3 separate regions of the Rattus norvegicus genome follow, and regions 1 and 3 are each linked to region 2. Evidence: chromatin contacts called from public Hi-C data. All regions are on one chromosome and are shown on one strand. The core of a region is the stretch at or near the end of the contact, and the rest is flanking DNA. Distances in the headings are between cores, read along the strand shown.

Evidence for each region. Hi-C and Micro-C count contacts between places; a contact is called where the count stands out from the background.
Region 1: a Hi-C map of hepatocytes shows a contact between it and region 2, with 2.8 times the contacts expected there. The contact joins the enhancer-like site here to the promoter of Cenpp in region 2. A contact is called at or near these places in 7 of 12 Hi-C or Micro-C datasets (the A7r5 cell line, Schwann cells, frontal cortex and 3 more).
Region 3: a Hi-C map of Schwann cells shows a contact between it and region 2, with 6 times the contacts expected there. The contact joins the enhancer-like site here to the promoter of Cenpp in region 2. A contact is called at or near these places in 11 of 12 Hi-C or Micro-C datasets (the A7r5 cell line, Schwann cells, frontal cortex and 6 more) and 1 of 1 datasets of contacts at active chromatin or transcription factors (oligodendrocytes).

What each region holds. Positions count from the first base shown.
Region 1 is chr17:15,459,247-15,461,946 of GRCr8, forward strand. It overlaps a transcript of Bicd2 not described here. Among named protein-coding and RNA genes, the nearest start is that of Rps12l8, 12 kb to the left of the region's middle. Within about 2 kb of position 1,340, at least 5 of the 93 cell types and tissues checked have an H3K27ac peak or open chromatin away from gene starts, as enhancers often do. A contact at or near this core is called in hepatocytes, where this site is marked.
Region 2 is chr17:15,218,977-15,221,779 of GRCr8, forward strand. It overlaps Cenpp (centromere protein P), which reads left to right and starts at 1,545. Exons shown (of 8, transcript NM_001402493.1): 1 at 1,545-1,698. The coding sequence starts at 1,592. Nol8 (nucleolar protein 8) reads right to left here and starts at 1,226. Exons shown (of 17, transcript NM_001395573.1): 1 at 628-1,226. The coding sequence starts at 664.
Region 3 is chr17:15,401,975-15,404,695 of GRCr8, forward strand. The region is part of intron 11 of Ippk (inositol-pentakisphosphate 2-kinase); the gene reads right to left. Among named protein-coding and RNA genes, the nearest start is that of Ippk, 33 kb to the right of the region's middle. Within about 2 kb of position 1,342, at least 9 of the 93 cell types and tissues checked have an H3K27ac peak or open chromatin away from gene starts, as enhancers often do. A contact at or near this core is called in Schwann cells, where this site is marked.

The DNA.
Region 1 (2,700 bases), core at 90-2,589, 240 kb after region 2:
CTTAGCACAGGAGGAAGACGTCCATTGTGATACTTTCTCAAAGCCCCCACTGTGGAGGGTCTGATCTGAGGGCCAGGATGTAGCGTTGGCCTGCAGTTGGAGCTGAAGGAGACTTCTAGCCTGTCTCCAGTTTCACAAGTTCCGACAAGCAAGCTTTGGGCTTCAGTAAGAAGCTCGTGGAACCAATGGGAACAGCTTGTTCTAGGGTCATTTTAAACTTCTAGCATTTCATCACAGAAGCGCACCCCAGTGAGCTTGCATGGTCACCGGCGAGCTCATAAGCAAGTAGATTTTCTTGTTAGAATAAATAATGGTCTAAGTCTTTGAGTAGATTTTCTCTTTTATTGCTTTTGAGTGGAATTCTGGGGGTAAGCTGGATTTGGAATGCACATCTTGTTTGTTATTCAAGACACAGAGGTAGATGGATTACTAAGAGTCCTAGGCCAGCCTGAGCTACATAAATAGCAGATTTGTATGTATCTCAAAGAAAGGAAGGAAGAAAGAAAAGAAGGAAGGAAGGAAAGGAGGGAGGGAGGGAGGGAGGGAGGGAGGGAGGGAGGGAGGGAGGAAGGAAAAGCCTAGCTGGTTGTGATGGTACATGCCTGTAATTTCAGCGCTGGGAAGACAGAAGCAGGAGAATCAGAAGTCCAAAGTCACCTTGGCTACATACTGAGCCCGAAGCCAGCCCGGGCTACTTTAGAACCTGTTTCAAAAAAAAAAAAAAATTATAGACATAGAAACTTCTGGGTCTTTTTTTTACTGTGTATGCATGACACATGCACTTGATGTGTTGGTGGACAGGTACTTTTCGGCAGTGCACCTAGGGGTCTAAAGACAACTTTGAGAGTGCATGCATGTGTCTGGCGTTTATATGTTTGGTATGTGTATATGTGTACCTGGTGACGGTGTGTGATGTGTGTATGCGGTGCACATGTGTGTGGTGGGTGTCTGTTTTGCTTTGATAATGTCATTTAGGTACTTATGTTTTGAATTGCATTTTCTTCCTGACAGATTTACTCAAGAATCTCACCCAACTTTAAATCGGGTTGTTTGTGAGATCCTGATTAACCAAATGGACAAGGTCCAGAAAGACCATCTATAAAAATGGAACTTTGACCCCACCCACAGCGACCTGAACAGGAAGGCAACCCTTATCTGTAGAAACCAGCCAAGGAGGGCAGCTGTGTGGGCAGCCTACAGGAAGCAGGACGCTATCTCTAGGGACTCCTGGGAAGCTAAATATTAACCTCTAGAACAATCAGTCCCAAACACCAGGACCTGATCAATAGCCTGCTTCCAACTTAGGACCAACCAGAAAGCCAAATACACTCCCGTCTCTAATCCAACCTCCCTAACCACAGCCTCCAAGCCATTGCCCTCCCACCAGCAAGCCTCCTCCTCTCCTTTGCCTTCCAGTCTTTGTTCAGTGCAAGGGCCCTCCCCCTGAGGGGAGGTTCTGAGCGGCAGTCTCTGCTCTTCACAGTCTGCAGTCTTCAACACCTTCATCTTACTGTTGACCTAGAGAGTCAAGATGGCTCTGCGGGGAAAGGCACTTGGTATCAAACCTGATGACCTGAGTTCAATTCCCAGGACCCCCAAAAGTTGTCCTCTGACCTCCACGTGCACACTGTGGGGGACTCACCCACTGTTTAGAAGTTCTGGGACTAGGCTGTGTATCTCAGTTGGTAGAATGCTTACGGTCCCCATCACTGCATAGAACACATGTGGTGGAGCATGCCTGTATTCCAGGACTTGGAAGGTGTAGCATGGGAATCAGGAGTTCTAGTTCCGGGACACACTGGGCTACGTGAGACTGTCTCAAAAAAAAGGCGAAATAGAGAAATAATGCTTTATATATCTGGTTACTACTCATCTACGTACCTATCAGATATACAAAAAACAAACAAAACAAACAAACAAAAAAAACCTTTTTTCTCCTAGCAATTGCTTTGTCTTCAGCAATTGAGAGCACTGACTGCTCTTCCAGAGGTCCTGAGTTCAATTCCCAGTAACCACATGGCGGCTCACAACTTCTGCAATGGGATCTGGAGCCCTCTTCTGGTGTGTCTGAAGACAGCTATGGTGTAGTCATACAAATAAAACAAATAAATATATAAAAATAAATAAAGAACTCATTAAAAACTTTTAAACTTTTGAATTGTTCTTTTGTTTCCTGAGTGTCTGCCTGTGTGTGCGTCTGTGTGCCGTGTACATGCTTAGTGTCCCCAGAGGTCAGATCAGGCCATTGGATCCCCTGGATCTGGAGCTACTGATGGTTGTGAGCCACCGTGTGGGTGCTGGGAATCCTATCAGGTCCTCTGCAAGAGCAACAAGTGCTCGTGACCACAAAGCCATCTCTCCAGGCCTAGATTCCTTTTAAAAGATTTAATTATGGGGGTTGGGGATTTAGCTCAGTGGTAGAGCGCTTGCCTAGGAAGCGCAAGGCCCTGGGTTCAGTCCCCAGCTCCGAAAAAAAAAAAAAAACAACAAAAAAAAAAGATTTAATTATGTGCATATGTATATCTCTGTGTGGACACACATGTGCACACTCGCGCGCACACACACACACACACACACACACACACACACACACACACACCTGTGCAGTGACCATGGAGTCCAGGAGAGGGCAACAGATGCCCTGGAGCTGGAATTAGAGGTTACTGCACTGTAAGTTACCTGATGAGACTGCTGGGAATT
Region 2 (2,803 bases), core at 295-2,794:
CTGGAAAAGTAATTTTGTTCAGAAAAACACTTTAACAGTTTTTCAGAAATATAAGCACACCTCTTTCCCTTGGAACGTCTGTGCCAAGTTCATCTTATGAAGCTATGTCTCTTCATTTGTATTGCTTTCAGATTTTATCACTGGAAGATTTAAAGGCCCTACGTCCACATTTTCAATGAACCACTGCAACTGGACCTAAGCGCAGCACACCCACATATCCGCACCCAGATGTTTTCTCTAAAAACAACCACAGCTCTTATTCACAGTACTGGTGCCCCCCCCATTCATTTCTACATTTATTTTTACCTTAACAGATATTGGCAAAAAATAGTATGCTAGAGGATAAAAATGTCTCCATCCTGGAGTTCCATAGTCATAACAAAGTCTGCAATTACAATACTATGGCAAAATATAAGTGTTCCCAAAGCGCTGTTCAGTCACAAAGAGGGCAACTTATGTTATACCTAAAATATATTTCCCCACTGTGTGCCTGTATTGTTCAGTTTGAGTGGATCTCATCGGTCAGAGGAGTAGGAGGTCCCAGGGCCATTTAGAAAACAGCAGCGGTGAACCAAGGATCATAATGAGGTCTAATTTCAGACCCCGGAACTGTTAACAATGTCCTACCAAGGTTGCTGGAAAAGTTTTCGAGGGGTCTCTCCATCTCGTTAAGCCCTCGGCAGGTGCTCAGCTCTCATTCAAACCTTCCTCAAAAGCTGGCTGACTCCTTCCAAGCGAGATCACAAGACGGCGGCGGCAGGACCCCAAAGCAAAGACCTGCAGTCTGGGAAAGACCTACAGTGTACCACTTCTTGGTAGCCGCCGCCCCATCCTTCCAACCCCGCCTTCTCCCTCCGAGAAACCCCAAGGAAGGAGAGGAGAGGCTAGGAGCAACAGTCCAGCACTTCTCACGCGCAAACACTCTCCTCAAGACGCTTGCTCCTCAGCTCAAGCGCAGAGTAGCCCCTAACGTCTAATAACACGTGCGGGCGGGTGCATTTTCTTTTCCTTCCTACAGGGTTTCTAACCCCATCTCCTAAGGTTCCGTTATCACGCAGTTCCAGAGGGCTCCTCATTTCGTCTGCCTTCTTTTTCACGAACGTTCTGTTTGTTCTCCTCCACGTTGTAAAGTTTCCAGAGGGGTTAAAAAAATCCATAATTCCTACAGAAAACTTCCTACAGAAAAGACTCTCCGCCGCATGATTCCTGATTTCCGGGACAAGTTGGCGGAAGTGAAGACCCGGAACCAAAATAAAGAGACTCTTTTCCTCGTGCTTCCCAGCACCACCTCTTCAGTGACGCTAGGGTTCGGCTAGCCCAGTGGCAGTTAGAGGGAGTGGGCGGTCGTTGGAGCTTGGAACGAACCAACTCTCAGAAGCGTCGGGAGCGTCTAGACACTTTCTGAGGGACGTAAGGCTCTGGAACGTTGTTTGAGGCAGTAGGGGTGGACGCGCGTCTCCCAGCAGCCTCTCCCCGGCGAGTTCTCGAATGGTCCGCGCCCGGAGCGCGCGCGCCGCTTGAAGCGTCCAGCTCTAGAGGTTCCCAGACTGCTGAGTCTTGGCTTCACCCTCGGGGCTCCTTGCTGGTAGCCATGGATCCGGAGACCCGCGAACTGCGCGCCTTGGAGGAGGAGGTCGCAGCGCTGCAGCGAGAATGCAGAATGCTGCAAAACCTCGAGGAGAAGACCTCCGGAGCCTGGTACGTGGCTCGGGTTCATCCCTCCGGCCCATGCATCTTTGCACCCGGCGGGTCTATCGACCTTCTGACAGTTCAGGGCTCCGACTCCCCCTCAAGCCCTGTGCTGAAAAATGTAGTGGGAGACATCCTGAAATGTGAACTTGAATCAGTATTCTGTGACGATGACCTCAGAGTGTGAACGCTGCGTATGGGGCTTATGGCTTGATTCTAATCAGCAGAAAATAGTTTTCTTAAGGGTTGTTTTCGCCCGGTTGATGAGAATCAAAGGGAAAGTCTTGGTTTCTTTAAACAATCTTGCCTTTGGGAAACAGTATCTAAATAGCTGTTTTTTTTTTCTTCTGGGTTTGGAGACATTGTTACTCTGTAGGTCAGGAATTGGCTTAATTTGATTTCAAATTCAAGATCCTTCTTCCTCAACCCCCAACTAATTGGCTTAATTTGATTTCAAATTCAAGATCCTTCTTCCTCAACCCCCAACTCCTACACCCAGTAGTGGGGTTATTACCTGAGCCACCATGTGTGCTCTGTCTAGTTGGAATTCCCTAACTCATCGATTTGTTTTTGTGAATCACCTAACCATAGTTAAGTGATCCTAACTTTTTTTTTTTTGCATTATGTTAACAACATAAGAGTGAGGGTATATAACCTGTGGCAGGGCCGCCTAGCATGGACAACGATAAATTGGTATATGGCTAATGCCGTCTATAGGAAAGTGTGATAGTCCTCTGGATTAGGTGCTGTTGTTCAGCCTTATTTAAAGGTAATTGATCTGAGTGCCAGAGAAGTTAAATAGCTTGGGTAAGGTCCTAGAGAAATCCAAAGCCAGGCATTGTCTATTCAAAGAGAGAACGGAGGTTGGAACTAGCAGTAACTTAGTATCTTAAACGAGAAAACAAACTACGTTTATTAGGTACACTTTGGTACAGGTGCAGAGAATGAGATTTTTCTGTGCTACAAATAACCTTAATTGGAAAACTTGGAGAAGTGTGTGTGGGAGTGGTGAATGAGAGAGAGATTGTTAACTGATGAAAGAGGGGAAAGTGTATGTGTGTCTGGCCTATGCCTGCGCTTCCACTGTGAGAATGGGAGACATTATTAATTTAGG
Region 3 (2,721 bases), core at 92-2,591, 180 kb after region 2:
AGTTTTAAAACCTAAACAGGTACCTACCAAGGATTTATGCAACGCAGTCCTAATCCAAGACAAGAGAAGTAAGAAACAAACACACCCAACTTATCAAAATGGAGAATGTCTCAGTCCTGGGCAGGTGTGGTGGGGTACACCTATAATCCCAGCACTTGGGAGGGGGCATTGGAAAAATCAGGAATTCAAATCACCTTCTACAGCAACAATGAATCTGAGGCCAGACTGGACTACATATAAATTCCTTTATGTGTATGTGTGTTTTGTCTGCATGTTGTGCAGTTCCTAGGAAGGCCAGTAGAGGGCATCAAATCCCCTGGAAGTGAAGGTACAGATGGGTGTGGGCCACCATGCGGTTGCTAGGAATTGAATCAAGGTCCTCTGGAAGAGCAGCCAGTGCTCTTCAAATGCTGAGCCATCTCTCCAGCCCTAACATAGAAATATAAAATATTTACATATGTAATGCATGTCTTATCTATAAGAAGGTATTATTGCTACAAATCAAACTAATGGCAAACCTTTTTCTGCTCTGGGGGAGGGGAGGGTAACTTAGACACAAAGCAAGGAGTCGTGTTTTCACTTCAGCAGTGTTCCAGTGAGTTCCTGAGCCTGTTCAGTGGCAACAGCCAACTGGAAAACCGAAATGGTCAAAAACTTGTGATTGGAGGCATTGCTAATAACACAGAGACAGGGATCTGGGTCTGTTTTCCAAAGAAAGGTCAACCTTCGGTGCTGGCAGGGCAGGAACCACATGGACCTTCTAACCCTGAGCCTAAGCTGAGGCCCTGCCAATAACTGCTGCTTTTCTTCAGAAGGACCAAAGTGGGCCAAAGTGACACCAGCCTGCCAGTCCTCCTGACAAAGACAAGCCTAAAACTCTCTAGGCAGCAAATGATCTCTAAAATAATTTTACAAATACCATTTCTGACATGCAAGTAAAAATATGCAGGCATAAGACAGATGACATGAATAAAAGCCAACCAAAAAAAAAAAGCACAGAAGGGCTGTGAGAACCTCTAGTTCCCTTCACTTCTGCTGAGAAATGGAAAATGGTCTAAAAGACACTTTTGTAAAAAGAGCTAAAGCTGAAAAACAACCCCACAGCTAATAGTTGACACGGATGCACACATGGACTCCAGCTACTGAGGTACCAAGCATACACACTGCTCTACTCAAGGAATCAAAACAAAGAGAACCTCTGAGAACTGGAAGCCATAAAAATCAGCCATTTAAGATTTTTAGAAAAACAAAGACAACATTAAGCATTCATCAGATTAACTGAAGAGAAGTGCCACTAGATAGAGGGGACAGCCTTAAGGGAAGCGAGGCTGAGTAGCCAGCCTGAGTAAGCTAGAAGGCAGTGACAGGGATGTGAAGCATCCTCCCCCGTCCACTGCAACAGTGACCCCCACATTCTGATCTCTAAGAAATGTAACACTAATTACCCACAACGCTATGAACTGGACAAAGGCAGAGGCTCGGGTCAAATAAGAAGTGGAAGGGGAGAAGAAAAGTCCCTTTCCCTAAACTAAAGACATCAAAGCCCTACAGATCCCAAAGTATCTCCAGAAAAATAGTTACCGTTTCATTAAACAAAGCTAAGACCACTGCCAGTCAGACCTACACTAAGGATGAGTAAAGATGCTTTGGGGTGTGGCGGCCCCCTGCAGTCCCAGCACAAGGGAGGCTGAGGCAAGAGGACCAGCCTGGGAAACATGAGGCACTGTCTCAAATTTTAAGTCTAAGTGACAGAGATAGTGTCGGGATAGGTTTGTTTCTTCTTTTATGTTTGTGTGTGTGTGCGTGTCTGTCTGTCTGTCTGTCTGTCTGTCTGTGAGTGTATGCACATGTGTGCAAGTGCTCTCAGAGGCCAAAAGGAGGAGTGGGTCCACAGGAGCTGGAATTAGAAGTGAGTATCTATCCTGATGTAGATGCTGGGAACAGAACCTAAGGTTTTCTCCAAGGGAAAACAAGGCCTTTATATTAATAATCCATCTGTCCAACTCCTAGACTTACCAGTATCTATTAATCTGTCTCTCTACCATCCTGAGTGACTGTTTTTAAAACAATTATAGGACCTGGGAAGATTGCTCAATGGTTAGGAACACTTGATGCTCTCGCAAAGGATCCAGGTCTGCTTCTCCGCACCCGCATCAGGCAGCTCACAGCCACCTGTCACCTAGTCCCGAGCGGCCTGCCACACTCTGGCCTCTTAGGGCTCCCGCACACACGCAGTGTACAAACTCATGAAATAAACCATTCCATGTCTATTCAAAGACAAAAGAATATAAAGTGGTGAAAAAGACATGGTACAAATAGTAAGCACAAGAACCTAGAGCAGTTCTACTATGACAGGAAAGGGAATGTGAAGGTGGGAAGTATCCAAAGACAAAAGGCCCCCTGGAAAGTGTTGACTTCTGGTGCCAGGCGAGCAAGGCTCACAGTCAAGTGCAAAGGCACAGCTCAGACACCTCTAAAGAACAGGCTACAGAACACGGGAGCGTGCACAGAATGATTCTATATGTGAAGGCCAAAGACGTTCCTCAGGGACACAGGTAGCTTAGCCAGACTCCAGAGACTGCACACTGGATCTTAGTCGAAGCTGAGAAACGGTCCCAGTAGGGCTCTGGTTGGCTCCTGCTCATTGACTATACACTTTTTCTGAACACTCTCCTGTATGTGCTGTTTTCATAGCCAAACAGCTAATGAGATAAAAGCTCG